Regions from separate parts of the Triticum aestivum genome. Here region 2 is linked to region 1. A link is a contact called in public Hi-C data. All regions are on one chromosome and are shown on one strand. The core of a region is the stretch at or near the end of the contact, and the rest is flanking DNA. Distances in the headings are between cores, read along the strand shown.

Evidence for each region. A called contact is a pair of places that touch in the nucleus more often than the background predicts.
Region 2: a contact with region 1 is called in a Hi-C map of leaf, with 3 times the contacts expected there. The contact joins the promoter of LOC123107796 here to the enhancer-like site in region 1. A contact is called at or near these places in 2 of 5 Hi-C or Micro-C datasets (both in leaf).

Annotation. Positions count from the first base shown.
Region 1 is chr5A:579,636,485-579,639,919 of IWGSC CS RefSeq v2.1, forward strand. No RefSeq gene overlaps it. Among protein-coding and RNA genes, the nearest start is that of LOC123107794, 7.7 kb to the left of the region's middle. Within about 2 kb of position 1,512, at least 2 of the 8 cell types and tissues checked have an H3K27ac peak or open chromatin away from gene starts, as enhancers often do. A contact at or near this core is called in leaf, where this site is marked.
Region 2 is chr5A:579,694,097-579,697,354 of IWGSC CS RefSeq v2.1, forward strand. LOC123107796 reads right to left here and starts at 1,656. Exons shown (of 1, transcript XM_044529709.1): 1 at 811-1,656. The coding sequence starts at 1,568. The coding sequence ends at 1,065.

The sequences.
Region 1 (3,435 bases), core at 262-2,761:
CATCTATTCCAGAGCCACGCGGGCGGCCGGGGGCGCTGATAAGGCATGAAAGCCAAAGATGGCTGAGGTGCCAGTCGTGCACTGCGGGACTGGACAAGCTTCCAGCCTGCAGCGTTCTCCACGAGTCCCACGCATGTCGCATCCGGCCCGACGAGGAAGTCTGCATCTGCGTCTGGACCAGAGACCAGGGGCTGGAGCTCAACAGGGCAACAGGTGGTCGGCCGCCGCCCAGGCAGGCCAGCTGTGTCGGCGACCCGTCAATGGTCTCTGGCCCCTCCACGATGACGTCCTCAGAACACAAACGTGGCTCCGGCGGCGGGGACACAGGCCCCCGATCCATACCAGGCCGGGGCGGTTGGGAGCTTGGTGACGAGCAGAGGAGGCCGGAGGGCGCCGTCGGCCGGCCGGAAGAGGCGCCGACAAGGAGGACGGGGACGGTTGGCAGAGGAGGCAGACTGGCCGGCACCGATGGCGTGCACGGGAGCTTGCGCGAGGTGGAGAAGCATCCCTGAACGGCGGGATCGGCCTTGCGGGCGGCGAGGGAGGCCGCAACGAGCGTGATGGCCGTAGTCGGAGGGGCCGCCAAAGACGGCGCGGCCGCCGTGAGCATTGGGCCGTCACGGGCGCCTGAGCAGACAGCGACGCAGCCGTTGCGGGGGGGCGGACCTTCGAGGGGCAGAAGAGAGAAGGCGCCGTGGTGGTTCCGGATCTGGTCTCGGCGGCAGCAGGGGATGCTGGAGGAAGGAGATCGGGCGGCGCCGCCGGAGACGCTCACCCGATGCAGTTGTAATTTGAGAACAGTTATACAAACGAAACTACTACACACACGGCAATTCCAGTGAACGACACGAGGACGGCAGCTAATCCAACCGCTGGAGATGTTTTGCCTTGGACTCTGATGGTGGGATATGTTATATCGTCTGCATGTCGTCCGGCCAGTGTCGTGCATGTAGCACTGCTGTTATACAAAAGGATTCCTACTCGTCTTTGTCAAGGGAGAGTACTGCTTACCCGCCCGCTCCAGCTGCACAGTAGTACTAGTAGCACTGCATCGTTGCGGTTGAAAACGGCAGCTACACTGGGTTGGTGTATAGGACAGTCGGTGGTTTCATTTCATTTGGGTTCCAGTTCGCAACGAGCTGGCCGGCCGCGCTGGTCTAGTCTAATCGAGCTGGTATAGTACGTAGTACTTTTTTTGCTCGTTTCATGCATGCACCGATGGTTGTGAGGGTAGAAGAAAGAGTTGACAGAACAACCGGTGCATGCCTACTCGTCTCGCTCGTTGTTTCACGCGCCCAACATGCAGGGCGTACGACATCTGTTCATTCACATTAATTAAACTGAGTTGTGTGCATAGAACCCTATAGACACATGCAGAAAAAGAGATTCAAAATCAGTTTAGTAGGCCTGATTACACGAGCGCGGCGTGCATCACTCTCCCAGTGGCAGATCCGCGAATACCCCGCGACGGCATGGGCTATACCATACCACCACACCTAGACGGGCCTAGCGCCTTACATGAGTTGAGCTTTCATGGCTTCACCCGCCAGCCCAGCCCACCTGCTCCTTGCAACTCCCCGCTGTTGCTAGGCGCTTCATTTCGTACGTGCCAGCTGAGCCACTACTCAAGCCTCGAGGAATAGCACGTAGAAATGCGATGATCGAGATGAAAATCCACTTCAGATAAACCCAGCCTTTCCAACGGGCCGGTGCGTGCACGTCAAGTAGTTTGCTTTATCTACGTACTTTATACTAAAGCAATGGCTGACAATGACTCGCCTGTCCACCGCCGCTCGCTCGATCCGCACCACTGTCGTATCAGGCTATCACTTTTAACTGTGCTGCCGTCTCGTATACTGATCTGGCCGGCCGCCTCTACTTATCCATACGCGCGATACGTTTTGTACAAGAATATATTCAGCTCGTCAAGCCGATCCAAACTGTTGGCGTCGACCAACGTAGAGATTTTATTCCGACAAAACTCGACGTTCCGTCTCAGATAGCATGGCATTGGATCCGGACCCGACGAGACAGAGGTCTCAAAGACGTACGGCCTTCTTTCTAGTGCGCTTATCCGGACCCCGGGCCGGAACGAATATGTTCGTCGGGCACATCACCCGTCAGGTACATGGCGGGATGAACCTCGGCGGGCATCACCTTGGCCTGCCGCTGTCAGCTCGTGGAATATCAAGCAGTACTAGCAAGTTGCGACGGCGAGCGCACGGTCACGAGACGTCGACCGATCCGCCCCGGCCACCATCCACGCCCATTGGCTCGCGGGCGGGCGGCAGCAGTGCTGCGTGCTGTACCCGGGCGACGGGAGCCGGCCATGTCGGGCGCAAGAGGATGGATAGAAAAGCTGAGAAAAGGTGTTTGCATGTCGTCTTCCTCTTACCGAAATGGCCTTTGCTTGGCCCATACCATGCTAACGTAGAGCATCAAAAAAGAAGAAACGAAGCACCCGTCGGACGCTGGGAGAGTTTGGCAACTTTCGGCCGTCCGATTGTTTGATTGATGCGTTCTCCGCCGTCGGATCTCGCTCTGGATGAATCTCAGCCGCCGGATAAAAAACATACGCTTAGCAATGGATAGTGCCCTCCCATTTCGTGCCACCGCGTGTAGTTTCCATGCCCCATCGAGGGCATTTTCGTCATTTCACTTATAGGTATATATTGCAGCGGCTCAAGGGAGACCTGGCCGCAGCCTCCTTCTCCCGCACCCGCGCCTCCCTCTCCTCCTTCCTCCCGCCTCACCTCTCTCTCTTCTTCCAAACCCTAGGCCCGAGCCCGCCTCCCCGCCGTGCTGCCACCTCCGCTCGCCCTCGCGCCCCCGCCTCCCTGCTGTGCCGCCACCTCTGCTCGCCCTCACGCCGTCACGTCATCTCCTCTTCTCGGCCCTTTTTATGCTCAGCGGGAGGAGTGCGCTCGCCGCCAGCCCTGACGAGAGAGGCCACTCCTCCTCCATCGCATGGTCATCACTGGGAAGAGCAACGACTCTGCCTGGAGGCATCGCACGTACAGTATGCATGCTGCCGTGGGTGAGAAAAGCGTGTGCGCGGCCGCATAGTTGTCGGGCTGCATCAGGACTCGCCGGAGCTGGAGGAGGAGCAACCGGGGGGGACGGGGAGGAGGAGCTGGCGCTATGGAAGTGGAGGAGGTAGAGGAGCCGGACCAGCAGCCGCCGACCTTCAACATGGAGCAGGCGGAGGCAGAGTTCGTCGTCGCCCAGTCTGACGAGATGGCGGAGCAGCAGGTCATCCTGGAGTCCATCCAGGATGAGTCCTATGTGGAGGACAGCCGGGTGTTCCTCCGGCGGTTGCAGGTGGAGTCCGACGTGCTCTTCGCCGAACTCGACGCAGAGATAGAGGCGGAGGAGGCCGGAGCGGAGCAGCCGGAGGAGCTGCAGCAGCAGCCGCCGCCCATGCTACTGGAGTCG
Region 2 (3,258 bases), core at 406-2,905, 58 kb after region 1:
AAACTGTTGGCATCGACGAACAACGTAGAGGCGATTTTATTCCGACAAAACTCGACGCCGGACCTGTAACAGATCCGCCTCAGATAGCATAGCATAGCATTGGATCCGGACCCGGCGACGTCTCAAAGACGTACGGCCTTCTTTCTACTGCGCTTATCCGGACGAACGAATCTGTTCGCGGGGCACATCGACCAGTCGCCGGGTGCATGGCGAGATAATAAAGCCGGCCCCGGGAAAACGAATCATCGTCCTCGGCTGCCGCCGTCAGCTCATCCGTGGAATATCTTGCTTTGCCAAGTTGCGCCGGCGAGCGCACGGCCACGAACGAGTGGCGGCAGGCAGCAGTGGTGCGGGCTGTAGGCGAGCGACGGGAGGCGGCCATGTCGCGCGCGAGAGGATTAGACAGAAAAGCTGAGAAAAGGTCCCCCCTTGTCGTCTTCCTCGTACCGAAATGGCCTTTGCTTAGCCCACACTACCTCCCCGCGCTTCTCCTTCCCTCCCAAGGCACCACCACAAATACCAGGGGCAAATGCAGAAAGCAACCGAGCTTTTTTTTAAAAGAAAAGGCGCAAAAAGCGACCGGATTAACGCGTAGGCGTACCAAAATACACTCCATTTACCAACGGCTTTAATACGATGGGCGCATGGCTAAGCATCGATCTGGCCGTTCGGCACGTCATTTCGTCAGAAGAACGCCCCATTCTGGCGGCAGTGCTGGACATTAAGCGTCGTGGGACCCACCCGTCAGCCACACACGGGAGACCATGGCGTCCAGTCCAGATTTCAGACGGCCCTTCGACGGAATCAGGATCAAAAAAATACGCAATGCAATGTGCCTACGCGTCTTTCTTGTACAACATGCGCACTACACTGGAACGTGCGGCAGTAGCTACAGCTAAGCAGAGCTTGTTTAGCCTCCCCCCCAACTACACTAGATTAGCATTAGTCAAACCAAATCTCCCTCCACTGGATTAGTTTACACGTAACTCTACACTCGGGTTATTTTCCTCGCCGCCCGCCGCGCGTCCGGTTCGGTCGATCCATCTCGCCGGCCAGGCCAGCGGCTACTCGGCAATGGCGCCGAGATCCGGCACGAAGTCGCGCCCGAGGCTGGGCGCCCTCCGCGACCGCCGGCGGGACCCGCCCTTCGCGCCGCTCCTCGCCGCGGGGGCGCCACTGGCCGAGTCGGGGAACACGAGCGGGCCGTCGTGGTCGCCGGCCAGCGCGGCGCTGGCGCGGATCGCGAGCGCGGCCATCTCCTCCGCCTGCAGCGCCCGCCGCCGCATCGCCGCGGGCAGCACGAAGTAGAGCTGCCCGGGCTGCAGCTCCTCGTCGCCCACCACCGCGGCCACCGCGCCGCCGAGCTCGAGCCCGTCGGCGCTGCACAGGAAGCACGCGCCCGCGGGAGCCGCCGCGGCCTTCATGGCCTGCGACGCCCGGGTGCCCCCGGGGAACCGCTGCAGCTGGCCGTCCGCGAGCACGACCCTTGCCGCCGTGGCCTCGCCCACCGCGGAGGCCCCCGTGACCGCCGCCACGGCCGTCGCCTCGCACGAGTTGCACGCGCCCATGGTAAAATATTATAGTAAAAATCGGCGCCGAAGTTTATTAATCCGAGGTGAAGGGAGGAGCAGAGCTCGAGCTGCGCGCGCACGGCGGTGGTTGTGTCTTGTGGGGAGGAGTGAGCCGTGAGCGTATATATAGGGGGCGACGACCCGCCGGGCGGTGTCGCGGCGGAGGAGGAGGATGCCAACCTGGAGGTTGTTGGGGACAGCTTGCATGCGGGGCGCGCGCGTAAATGCGCGCACTGTGCAGACGTGTACCTAGGGACGTCCCGTCTGGTAGAGTACACCACCTCAGACTAGCCAAGTGCGAGTAACTTCACTAGTAACATTGGGTCCAACCCAGAAAATTTGCTTATGTGACAACGAATTAATAAGGAGAGAGCTAGTTGTAGTAATTTAGCTAGTTACTGTAACATCACATGTCCTAATGCAATATAAGTCTATAACATAATAAATGAATCTTTACATGTTTCCACACTTAAGTTATTACCCTCTATAAAGATAATAACATAGTCTAGAAAAATATGTATGTTACTAGTATATGTTACTTTTCATTGTGGCTAGTCTATATAACCTACTTGTACCAGCGTCGCGTTGTGCGGAGCTGTGCCGCATGCATGGCACGTTGGCACTGCGGCGGCCCACGGTTCAGTGGCTGCTGACGTGGTAACACATTGTGTAGTAACTGTGTGCGTGCGGGAGAAACAGAGGACGGGCGTGCACAGGAGCAGAGCGCTGCTTTATCTCACGAGCTGAAGGCGAGTGAGTGGGATCACTGCATGTCAAGTCCCAAGCACGAAGTGAAGCGCTACTACTACATTGTGTCGTGTGATGCTTCTTTTTCGCCGGCGAGATCATTTGATCGTGTGTGCTGCGCATCATTGGGCAAAGCAAAGGCGCTTAGTTTTTTGATCTAGGGGTATTTTAGATAGGAGCTTTTGGAAGCCGAGGAAACGGCGAGGAAGAAGAACGGAACGGGGAAAAGGAGATGATGGTTGATGATTGCAGTGGGGGAGGGGCCGCTTGCATGCAGGATCACAGAATCGGCGGAGGATCCGCCAAAGTTGGCAACTTCGCGCCATTTTCTCCGCCATGTTGGATATGGATTTCCTGGATCTCCTGCGCAAAGTACCAACATCGCGCCTATCATGAGGCGCCAATGCAGGACTTGTTAAGAAACGTCACATATTCAAAAGATAGACAGTAGTAACCTGGGGTTTTAGATATATCTCGTTTTAAAATATTATTATGTTTTTCTTTGAAAAGTCCATATTTGTAAGACTTAACCAAATTTATTGAAAAATACTACGAGTATGTACTACTCTCTCCGTTCCTAAATATAAGCCTTTTTGGATATTCCACTATGGACTACATACGGAGTAAAATGAGTGAATCTACACTCTAAAATATATCTATGTACATCTGTATGTAGTTTCTAGTGAAATGTCTAAAAAGACTTATATTTAGGAACGGAGGGAGTATATGCAATGTCAAATAAATATCACGAGATAAAGCCCTAAAAAAATCACGATTTTATATTTATGTGATAAAATTAATAGTATATTTTTATATTCTTGACAGTGAAATTAAATGAAGTTTAGGGTTTAGTATAAAATCTACACGCTATATACTTTTACAACCGAGGGGGGAATTAAAGTACTAGAATCTCCCTCTCTCTATATATAGCGCGTCCTTC